Regions from separate parts of the Rattus norvegicus genome. Here region 1 is linked to region 2. The links are chromatin contacts, called in public Hi-C maps. All regions are on one chromosome and are shown on one strand. Each heading gives the region's core, a stretch centred on a gene start, on an enhancer-like site or on the middle of the called end of the contact. The rest is flanking DNA. Distances are from core to core; before and after follow the strand shown. Region 1 overlaps Myo10 (myosin X). Region 2 has its middle 36 kb from the start of Basp1.

What was found. A called contact is a pair of places that touch in the nucleus more often than the background predicts.
Region 1: a Hi-C map of kidney shows a contact between it and region 2, with 5 times the contacts expected there. The contact joins two enhancer-like sites. A contact is called at or near these places in 12 of 12 Hi-C or Micro-C datasets (the A7r5 cell line, the Rat2 cell line, Schwann cells and 7 more) and 1 of 1 datasets of contacts at active chromatin or transcription factors (oligodendrocytes).

The regions. Positions count from the first base shown.
Region 1 is chr2:77,941,256-77,946,452 of GRCr8, reverse strand. All of the region lies in intron 4 of Myo10 (myosin X), which reads right to left. Among named protein-coding and RNA genes, the nearest start is that of Myo10, 110 kb to the right of the region's middle. Within about 2 kb of position 3,267, at least 6 of the 93 cell types and tissues checked have an H3K27ac peak or open chromatin away from gene starts, as enhancers often do. A contact at or near this core is called in hepatocytes, kidney and liver, where this site is marked.
Region 2 is chr2:77,627,917-77,633,075 of GRCr8, reverse strand. No RefSeq gene overlaps it. Among named protein-coding and RNA genes, the nearest start is that of Basp1, 36 kb to the right of the region's middle. Within about 2 kb of position 1,770, at least 17 of the 93 cell types and tissues checked have an H3K27ac peak or open chromatin away from gene starts, as enhancers often do. A contact at or near this core is called in hepatocytes, kidney and liver, where this site is marked.

The sequences.
Region 1 (5,197 bases), core at 2,018-4,517, 310 kb before region 2:
AATGCTTGCAGCTAACCATTGAACTGAGAACGGGGTCCCCATTAGAAGAGTTAGAGGAAGGATTGAAGGAGCTGAAGGGGCTTGCAACCCCATAAGAACAATACCAACCAACCAGAGCTCACAGGGACTACACCACTACCCAAAGACGATACATGGACTGACCCAGGGCTCCAGCTGCATATATAGCAGAGGATGGCCTTGTTGGGAACCAATGGGAGAAGCCCTTGGTCCTGCCAAGGCTGGATCCCTCAATGTAGGGGAATGTCAGGGTGGGCAGGGGGAAAGGGGAGTGAGTGGATGGGTGGGGGAACACCCTCATAGAAGAAGGTGGAGGGGGGATGGGATAGGGGAGTTATGGATGGGAAACCAGGAAAGGGGATAACATTTGAAATGTAAATTTTAAAATATCCAATAAAAAGAAATAAGAAAAAATAGGGTCCCATAGGTCCCTCTGACCTGCACAAGTCTGCTATAGCACATGCATGCCCTCCTCTGACACTGAAATAAGAAATTCAATTTTAAGACTGCCTGTTGCTATGAAGGGAAGCAGAGATCCCTTCTCCTGCAGGCCTGTCCATTTCTGGCCTCCTGTATGCTGCTTTTTATGCAAGACTCAGAAGATAGATGGCGCTGTTCAGATAAGGGGAGCCCTGCGCACGCAAGAGTCTTTACTGGGTCTTGTTCCCAAGCACGTCCCCACTGCAGCAGCCCCTGCTCAGGGGGGCACCCGCTGGGTGTGTGTTCAATGAATGGGCACAGTCACAGTACTTTGGGGGGAGACAATGAGCACAAGGAGACCATTGGTGTTCAGAAACATGAAGTCTGTCCTACCTGACTAGCCGCCCAGATATTCTCAAGACAGACAAGGGCTGAGTGCCTGGCTCAGAGCTAAATACCGAATGTCTGATTTCAAAGTCCCATGGATGTTTTGCACTTAGAAACAGGTAAGGGAGAGTGAACAAAGCATTTCCAATAGAGGGGACCAATGGGAAAAGAAAAGGATGTCTCAGCTATGATGTCTGCCAAGTATAAGGCCGGCACAGAAAACAGGAGGATTGTGGGTAAGATATAACGGAGCAGAGACAAGAAGGCAGGCAAGGCGGTACTGGAAGACACAGCCCATGGTTGGTGACTGTGCTGTGCCCATTAACATCACCTTAAAGAGAAAGCCCTTGAGAGGATACTCCAGAAGAACTGCAGGGTCGCTTCCGGAAGATCAGCTATAGCTATTTCCTCCAGGAGCAGCTATTCCCTAGCTTACGGTTGTTCAGATTGTGTGCCCGTGTAGTACAGAGACGGGAAGGAGCATGAAAGAGACCTGGAGGGAGAGCCCAGTCTACTTTGTGTAAGGCTGTGTTCAGCAAGTACCACGGGGAGGCTAGAGGAAGCCAAGAAGCAAACAGACAAAGAAAGCAAACCAGAAGGGCCGTACGGCCAGACAGAAGCCATCGGAGGCAGGGGGCAGACAGTGCTTGGTGGAAGACGCACAGGAGTACCCGAGTTCTCCAAGTCCTGTGCATGCCAAGGTATGGGGATCTTAAGGAATGCTGCCGGGAACATGGTCAATGATTAAATAATTACATTTAGTAAAGAGAGGAAATATCTCAGATGACAGACACCCCTGAAGCCAGGCTGAGTATCTTGGGCACTCAGTAAATACTTGCATTTGCCAGGCCCATCACAAATACCTTGTCCCCTTTGTAAACATTAGTTTTGAGCATGGATATCATGATTCCAAAGAAAAATGCATCATAGCAAGGGCTCCAAGGGGTCCTGGTAATCAGACAGGCAGACATGTGTTCTCTCCGCAGAGAACAAATACCCATAAGTCGACACCTCCCACGAGATCCAAAGGTAGAACCGAAGAAATTACCACACAGGCCTACCTGGGGCAGCGAGTCTTAGGACCTGGAAACTGTCCTGTTTAATGTTTGAGACAGGAGAGTGACTCACAGTCGAGCCAGTCTGGGCAGAGTTACCTTTTATCCACAATGGGCACCATCCTGATTCAGGACTTAACAGTCCTTTTTTACATACCTGATCTGGGCACAGCCCAGTGCTTAGTGTATGCCTGACACTGACATCATACAAGACTGAGGAGTGTCCAAGCTAGAGAGAAGGTTCAAGGAAACAGCCAAATGGTTACTTATGTCTTAATAGGTACACATCGAGCTGGCAAGTATTGCTGATTGGAAAAAAAAAAACAAGAAAGAGGCAGGTACTGGAAGTATAGCTCAGTAGGTAGAGCTCTTGCCTATTGTGCTGAAAACCTGGATTTGACTCCCTGTACTGCATAAACCAGGAATAGTTGTACAAACATGCAGGAAGTTCACAGTCATCCTTGCCTACCTAGCAAGGCCGATGCTACTATGTAAGACCTTGACTAAAAACAAAAGAAGCAAACAAAAGTCAAGAGAAACAAACTGGGGACATTTCCTGATTGAGATAGACAGGGTTTCTTAAATCCAGGTTATCACCCTCTGACACTCTGAGGTAGAAGTTCAGTCCTAGGGCTGGGCAGGGAGCATGCACAGCACCCCTGACAGACTTGGGGGTGGAGGTGGGGCAGTATGTGACAGAGAGGCTCTGGACAGATATGGGTATCAATGAGCCTACCAGCATGACGACCTGGATGCTGATAACAGTTTCCACATCTGTCCAAAGTTACCACGCTGTACACATGAAATCAGCGCGGTTGACTTTGATAGTTTTACTTTACATTGGAGAGAACAAAACAAATCTACCTCCAAGAAAAAAAAAAAAGTGGCTTCCAGACCTCAGCGTTGGCATAGGGCAGCTATGAGAGAGAGTTGTGAGAGGAAGGGCATATTTTGGGGTGACCATCATGAGCACTCAGAACCCAACCCAGGTTGTGAGGTACCAGGAAATGATACCTGGGGACTTGGAGAAGCTGCCCAGCTGGGATTGGGAGACCAGGAAAACTCTGAGGGGGGGAAAAAGGTAGAGAAGGGAAGAGACAGGATCGAGTAGGCTCAGGAGAAACATCAGAGACCCTGCTTCGACGAAGAGAGTGAGACAGCTGGAGAGAAAATCAGCCGTGGAACCTGATGTGCACATCCCCCCAAGCATGTAAGCATGTAACAGCTGGATACTTTTGATTATGCCAAATTACCTAAAGAAGAAATCAAAGTGTTCAGGGCAGTGAGGCTCAAAGAGCTGGGAGCGCTGTGCTCTGTAATCAGGAAGGAGGCGGGTGAACACCAGCAGCAGACTGTGCTCCAGGAACTGACTCTCCATGCACTGGCATGCTTGGGCTGCTAGCAGGACAGACTGCAGCTGGTAGTTCTAGATCCATGCATGCCTACAATGTCTGGTCCTTACATTCTCCCTTTCTCTGTTTGCATCTGCTGATCAAGCAACGCCCTTCCTATGAATCAAATTCCCAAACAACACATTTTTTCTTAAAACATAAATCAGATCAAACCTAATTTCTGTCATTTCCTAGTTGATGGCTAACTAAAGGGGCATCTCTAGCGTCTAAAAGACTATGTCCAAAGGTTAAACAAAGTCCTTGCATCATGGCTTCTGCAGGACGTAGCACTCGGTTGGAGCAGAGGCTAAAGTTCAAATCTCTGTCGTCAGTCATCCACCAGGTCCAAGCCTCATGCTCTCCACAGAGAAGGTTCTCCGAGCCTCTGTGAGGTTTATAACAAGAGGAGCTTTTCCACAGGGTTTGGTCCCATTCTAGACTGTCCTCACCCATACACATGTCCTTCACCTGCTTCCTACTGTATGTCAGTCACAGACCATGGCCTGTGTCACATAGTCCCATTCCAAGCAAACAGCCAACTCTCCTCAGCACCCAGCAAGCCACACCTCAAGAACCCAGTGATTCTCATACCATCCCACAATACAGAAGACACGGTTAAGAAATGGCTCCATTTTTGAAAACTCCAAACAGCAAGTAAGCGAAGAGCCAACACTTCCTCTGGATTACTCACCCCCTTTGACTGACAGTGAAGGCTGGCCGCTTACCACACACTGTCCCAGTGTGAAGCAGTACAGACAAGCCAGCCTTAGCGTTTTACCCAGGACAGAATTATAGGGGGCATTGTTTAGGACTGTGCTCTGTACAGGGCTCTGAAGGAAGGACGAAATTACACCAAAATGGAGTCACTCCTGACAAGTGCTGCACAATCGAACTGAAGCCTTATGGAAGCACATGAACTCCAGGCTCAACTAGGTTTTACTGAAATCAGGAGACTCCAGTCTGTCTGGGTCAATCTGAGCAGGAAGTTCCTCCACTTCAACCCTTACAAAGGTAGCCTGGGATCAGCCAGTCTGTGTGGTTCTCCTGTTTCACTCCCTGTCCCTCTCAGGAATTCCTCTGTTCTGCTCTGTCCCAGGGAGAACTCTCACTCTACCTAATGGTTTGAAGGTTGCCTCAACTCCTAAATTGTGACAAGGACTCAATGGCACCTACAAGTAAATGAGTTGTGATTTTTGTTTTTGACACTGCTCTACCATCTTCAGAGTTCACTCACATTCAAAAGAACCACAAGAAGCTAAACTCTCCTTATACACACACACACACACACACACACACACACACACACACACACACACACAGAGGGGAGGGGAGAGGGAGAGGGAGAGACACTAAGGTCACTGTCAAATGTAGAAGGCCAACCAAGGATTCACACTAACCTTATTAATACATGGGGGGTGGGGGAATCCTTACATGAGTTTTAAAGTCACATATATGTAACGTCATATACTTAAGGTTTATGATAGCATAAGCTTCCACTTAAATGTCCATTAAAAAGTAGAATTTAGGGGACTGGAGAGACAGCTCAGCAGGGTAGGGCACGTATTGCTCTTGCAGAGGACCTTGGTTGACACTGGGACAGCTCACACCTGCCTGTACGTAACGACACTGTCTGTAGGCACCTGCACACATGTGCAGAACGTGATCTCATGCAGGAACAACACATAGGCATACATTTTTAAAATTTTAATTAATGCGGTAGGGCTTGAAAAAAAAGAAATAAATAATTAATATTTTAGGGGGGAAAAAAGTAGAGTTTCAGAGCAGAACAACCTTGAAATGGTACAGAATGGAAGCCGAAAGGCCTGGCATTGCCACACCCAGCTGGGGATCTCAGCCATGCCTGACCTGCTTGTTTTAAAGTTTACTTGATAATATGGAAGGCTCAGAAGAATATTCTCTGATTGT
Region 2 (5,159 bases), core at 521-3,020:
TATCTATCTATCTATCTATCTATCTATCTCAAGACAGGGTTTCTCTTGGTAGCCATGGCTGTTCTGGAACTTACTCAGTGGATCAGGCTGGCCTCGAACTCAGAGTCCTGCTTGCCTCAGTTTCTTGAGTCCTGGGATTAAAGGCATGCACCACTACCACAAAGTATCTGTATGTCAGAGGGAGCTAGGGATCCTTTCTTCTGAGTTCTGTAACATGGGGGGCTCTTCCTTTGCATCTCAGAGATCTGTTATCTTTATGTTCTGTTTTCTCTCCCTCCCTCCCTTCTCCTTCTCTCTGCCCTCTCCTCCCTCCTTCCTCCCTCCCTCCCTCCCTGGCGGTTTTTCCCCTGTCTAACAGATTGAAGCTAGAATTACGCCCTTGCTAAGGCACTACTCTGCCGATAACCTGTATGCACAGTCTAGATGCTGTATCTTTCCCTTCTTGCCCACTTAAGAATAGGTAAGATCACAGCAAATACTCGGGGTGATTCAAGGGAGCACGGTGGTTTAAGCACCCAGCAGACTGTGTAGTTTTTAGGTATTTGAGGAGAACTGCAAAGTCACACACATGGCTACAGAAGTCACCAAGAGTTGTTGACTTGGAGAGGGAGAAAGCCAATGCTCTGTACTAAAAAACGATTGGGGTTGAAGAGAGAAAGGGAGGGACAAGCACAGGGAGAATGTCCCAGGACCTTGTGTTAATGAAAGGTCTCTTCACAGGGTTCCTCTGTTCCATCGGCTTTTTCTGACTTTGGGGTCGGTCCTTAGGCTGCCAGAACAAATACCACAAGCCGGGTGACTTAAACAACAGAACTCTATGTTCTCAAAGTTGCAGCGGCTAGGGTCTAGAATCAAGGCCTGGGAAGGGACAGTTCCAGGGGCTTCTGGGGATGGTTCCAGGGGCTTTCAGGCACTAGCCGGTCACCACTTTGCTCCTGACTGCTGGGCTGTCACCTGTCCTTGGTGCATCTTGTTTTATAGACATGCCACCCCAGTCTCTGACTTTGTTGTTCCATGGCCTGTCCCTCTGTATCTCTAAACGTCCTCTGCTCAGAAAGACGTCAGTCACTCCGGACAAGGACTCTCCCAGCTGACTTCCTCTAAACTTGATTACATCTTTCCAAAGAGCATCACAGAAGATTTTGACGCAGTTTGGAATGCTGTCTTACACTTAGCTCTGACCAAGTGAACAGAAATGTTCAGTCGGCCCCAGGCACCGCAGGGTGGGGTTTCTAATGGCGGGGAAGCCCAGCATGCAAGCACACATTGGCTGAACTTTGTAGAAGATTTCTGTCCAGGTTTCCGTTTGCCTTCTCCTAGCCCTTGGTATTCAATTCCTAGTCTGAGAATTTATTTTTAGCATAATGAATAATTTATGTTTTAAAAATGACTAATGAAAAAGAAATCAACCACTTTGGACTGGACAGAGCATGAGTGTCTGGTCTCTGGCCCTCTCTTCACTTTTCTTCCCATTTGCTGCTTCGTCTGGAAGGAAAGTGTCTACTTGACCTTTTTTTTTTTTTTTCCCTGTCACACGACCCCTTCCACAAGTAGGTTCTGCCCTCTTCGGGGACGCACATGCGACGCATTATGAAATTAAACTTCTGCTACTCCTAAATCTCACTTTCAAGTGTCTCCGAGTTGCCAATGTTTTCTTGTTTTCCCAGCGGTAGTGGAGTCGGGGATGGGGATGGGATGAGGGTGGGAGTAGCATGGCACAGTGTAGGATGTTTTTTCGTGATATTTTGGGCCTGAAGCCTTGTGCACATTCTTGGGATGGTTCGGTTTCCGGGGCACATGCACAGTGACCTTACTTAGTTTTGGGCCAATCCTGCTCGCTTGAGTCAGCTACTTTTTAGCAACTGCGGCCAGAAAAATGCAGTTTTTTTTTCAGGAGTGCCTTCTGAAATCGTTTTTCTGTGTTACGTCAGAGAAACAGTGGCATTTCGTTTTCCAAAAACAGTTCCTTTTATAAACTGTTAATAAAATGACCCGTGTTACCCAAATTAGGGGTTTTGAGTTTGTTCTGCAGCTTTTTTAAACTGAAGCGCCCCCTAGCGGGCACTTTGTGATATTTATGCTTGTTCTGGTTGAACAGTTTTTCTCCAGGTTTCCAAAAAGTTTCTGTTAAGCTACTACAGAGAACCACATGGGGTGGATGTTTCATAAATCAGCCAAAAAGAAAAGAAAGTTTTATGGGATTTTAAAAATATTTTATCTGTTTTCTTTCATTTTACCATGTAATTGAAAACAGTTTCTCTGAACTGACCACTAATATGGACAAGTATTTGGGAAGAGACCCTTGAGTCTCTGGTATGGTATGCAGATGCCCCTTTAAAGGTAATGTCCTTGAAACCAGAACTCAGGGGTTCATCGTGTGTAAGGGGATTGTCTAAGAGAAGCATCCTCCTGAGTTATAGAACTTGTTCCCTACTGGCCTCGGCTTGTCAAGGGCTCTTATGGGGTGGACTTCTGAGACCCTTGGAACCTGGGGGACTGACTGCTTGGTTAATGTCCCCACACCAGCACAGAGCCTTTTATGAATCCCTACGGACAGCTGGAATGTGTCCCACCTTCAAGACCTTATAGGAAAGATCCCATGGCCTCCAAGGAAGGACATTTACAGATCCCCAGATTCACTGACTAAAACCACTTGGTTGGAGTTTCCCAGGTGACTCTGAGGTTGATAATTAGCCCCAGAGAGGCAAAGGGTAATCGGAGGCTCACTGAGCCTACAACCCCAGGCTAAGTGTCAGAGGGTAGACAGGGTGACCTGGAGATCCAGTAATGCACCATGTCGCCCTGTGCCTCATAGGATAATGACATTAGTGTGTTTACCTGTCGTGAGCGGAATAAAAGCCAGCAATTTTCTTTTTGAGAGTCTTTGCTGGACTGGAGTCCGTTTACTTTTTTGTTCAAGCCTTCTTTTCCTTGGGCTCATACATTTTTTAAAAAATATTTATTTATTTTATGTATGTGGGTACACTATCACTGTCTTCAGACACACCAGAAGAAGGCATCGAATGCACACTACAGATGGTTGTGAGCCACCATGTGGTTGCTAGGAATTGAACTCAGGACCTCTGGGAGAGCAGGCAGTGCTCTTGACCACTGAGCCATCTCTCCAGCTTAGGCTCATACCAGGCATCCCTTGTTTAAAGGTTTGATTAAGCTCGGGGCACTAAGTGCTCCATGTGTAAGTGTGAGGGGCTGAGGTCAGAACCCCGGAGCCCATGGCAAGTATCTGTGATCCCCCTGCTTCTAGGGAATGATGAAAAGCTGAGGCTGGAGGATGCCCAAGAGCTCACAGGCCATTTGGCTTCTTGCTGGATGCAACAGGGGACAATAAGAGGAGACTGTCTCAAAGAAGGGAGGAGTCAAGGACCACTACCAGGAATGGTCTTCTCTGACTTACACATCTACACATGTTTCCCTCTTGCACACAAACATGCACACACATGTCCTCGACCATCACTCAGGCATATGCGTACACTCAAGATAAAAAAAAAAGAATTAGATTCTGTGGTTCTTCCTGTGGAGTCCCTGTGGGAGGGAGCTGTGTGATGGGGGTGGGGGAGGACTGGGAGGAGAGGGAGGCAGATATCGGTATGTAAAGTGAATAAATAAAATAAAATGAAAATACTACGAAACCACGTTAAAATGAAGTTTTATCCTAAATATATATGTTCAGCTTTTCCTACACTCGACGGCCTTCGGACGCTTGTTTCAGGGAGGCTACAGTTCGCCATGGTAGATACAGGACAGCTCTTGGGGTTCGTGCTGCTCTATCTCCAGTGCACACAGCCGCTGTCTTTCAGCCGCTGCTTTACCTCCTGACCTTCTGCATTAGGTTTTTTTTTTATTTAAAAAACTAATGTGTCTACTGGTATTTTGCAGTGTAAAGAGTTGAATGATGACCCCTCCTCACCAGTTATCCCCAGCCCGATCTCCAGAATATATGGGCATTTCCATGTTTGCAGACATATGAGTTAAAGCTCTGGGGATGGGGAAGTTACTGATCACTTGTGTGGGACCTAATGCATGACAGGTACCCTCTTAAAGACATGTGTATGTGAGGAGGAAGATGAGGAGGAGGAGGAGGAGGAAGAGGAAGAGGAAGAGGAGGAAAAGGAGGAGGAGAAGAAGATGAGGAGGAGAAGAAGACTGGTTTGATGGATCATGAGCCCGGAAATGCTAACAGCCCGGACATGCTGACAGCAGGCAGGAGCTAATAAGAGGCAGGGGACATTTCCCCCAGCACAGCCACGCTGACACCTTGACTTCTGGCCTACAGGCCTGGAGGAAGTTATATCTCATTCTGAGACTGCATTCCTCACACTTCCTGATATACAACAGCCAGTCACGGTTTTCTTAGTTAATGCTACTTCCAACTGCTAACATTAGAAAACTGGCTCGCCAATTATCTGCCAGTCTGTGTCTAGCACTGGAGATCTGTGGGATTTTACCAGCTAGCTGAAAAGAAATGGATTTATTTTAGCATCACACAATTTGGAAGCAAATGCTAGGAAAGGTAGAGAACAGATCAAGAGGCCACGTATATCTGTGTAACCCTGAACGTAGGGTTCCAAACAGACCTGAGTCCTGTGGGAGAGAGCAAAGACTGCACGAAGCTCTACCAATTCCTGTGTACATGCTGTGGGTAACTACACTCACAGGTCACTGTCACAGGTCAGGTCAGGGTGCTATGTGCTCTTGGTACATACGCTCACAGGTCACCGTGCTGTGTCCAGGGTGGATACACTCGCAGGTCACTGTGCTGTGTCCTGGGTGGATACACTCACAGGTCACTGTGCTGTGTCTTGGGTGGATATACTCACAGGTCACTGTGCTGTGTCCTGGGTGGACACACTCACAGGTCACTGTGCTGTGTCCAGGGTGGATACACTCACAGGTCACTGTGCTGTGTCCTGGGTGGATACACTCACAGGTCACTGTGCTGTGTCCTGGGTGGATACACTCACAGGTCACCGTGCTGTGTCCAGGGTGGATACACTCACAGGTCACCGTGCTGTGTCCTGGGTGGATACACTCGCAGGTCACCGTGCTGTGTCCAGGGTGGATACACTCACAGGTCACTGTGCTGTGTCCTGGGTGGATACACTCGCAGGTCACCGTGCTGTGTCCAGGGTGGATACACT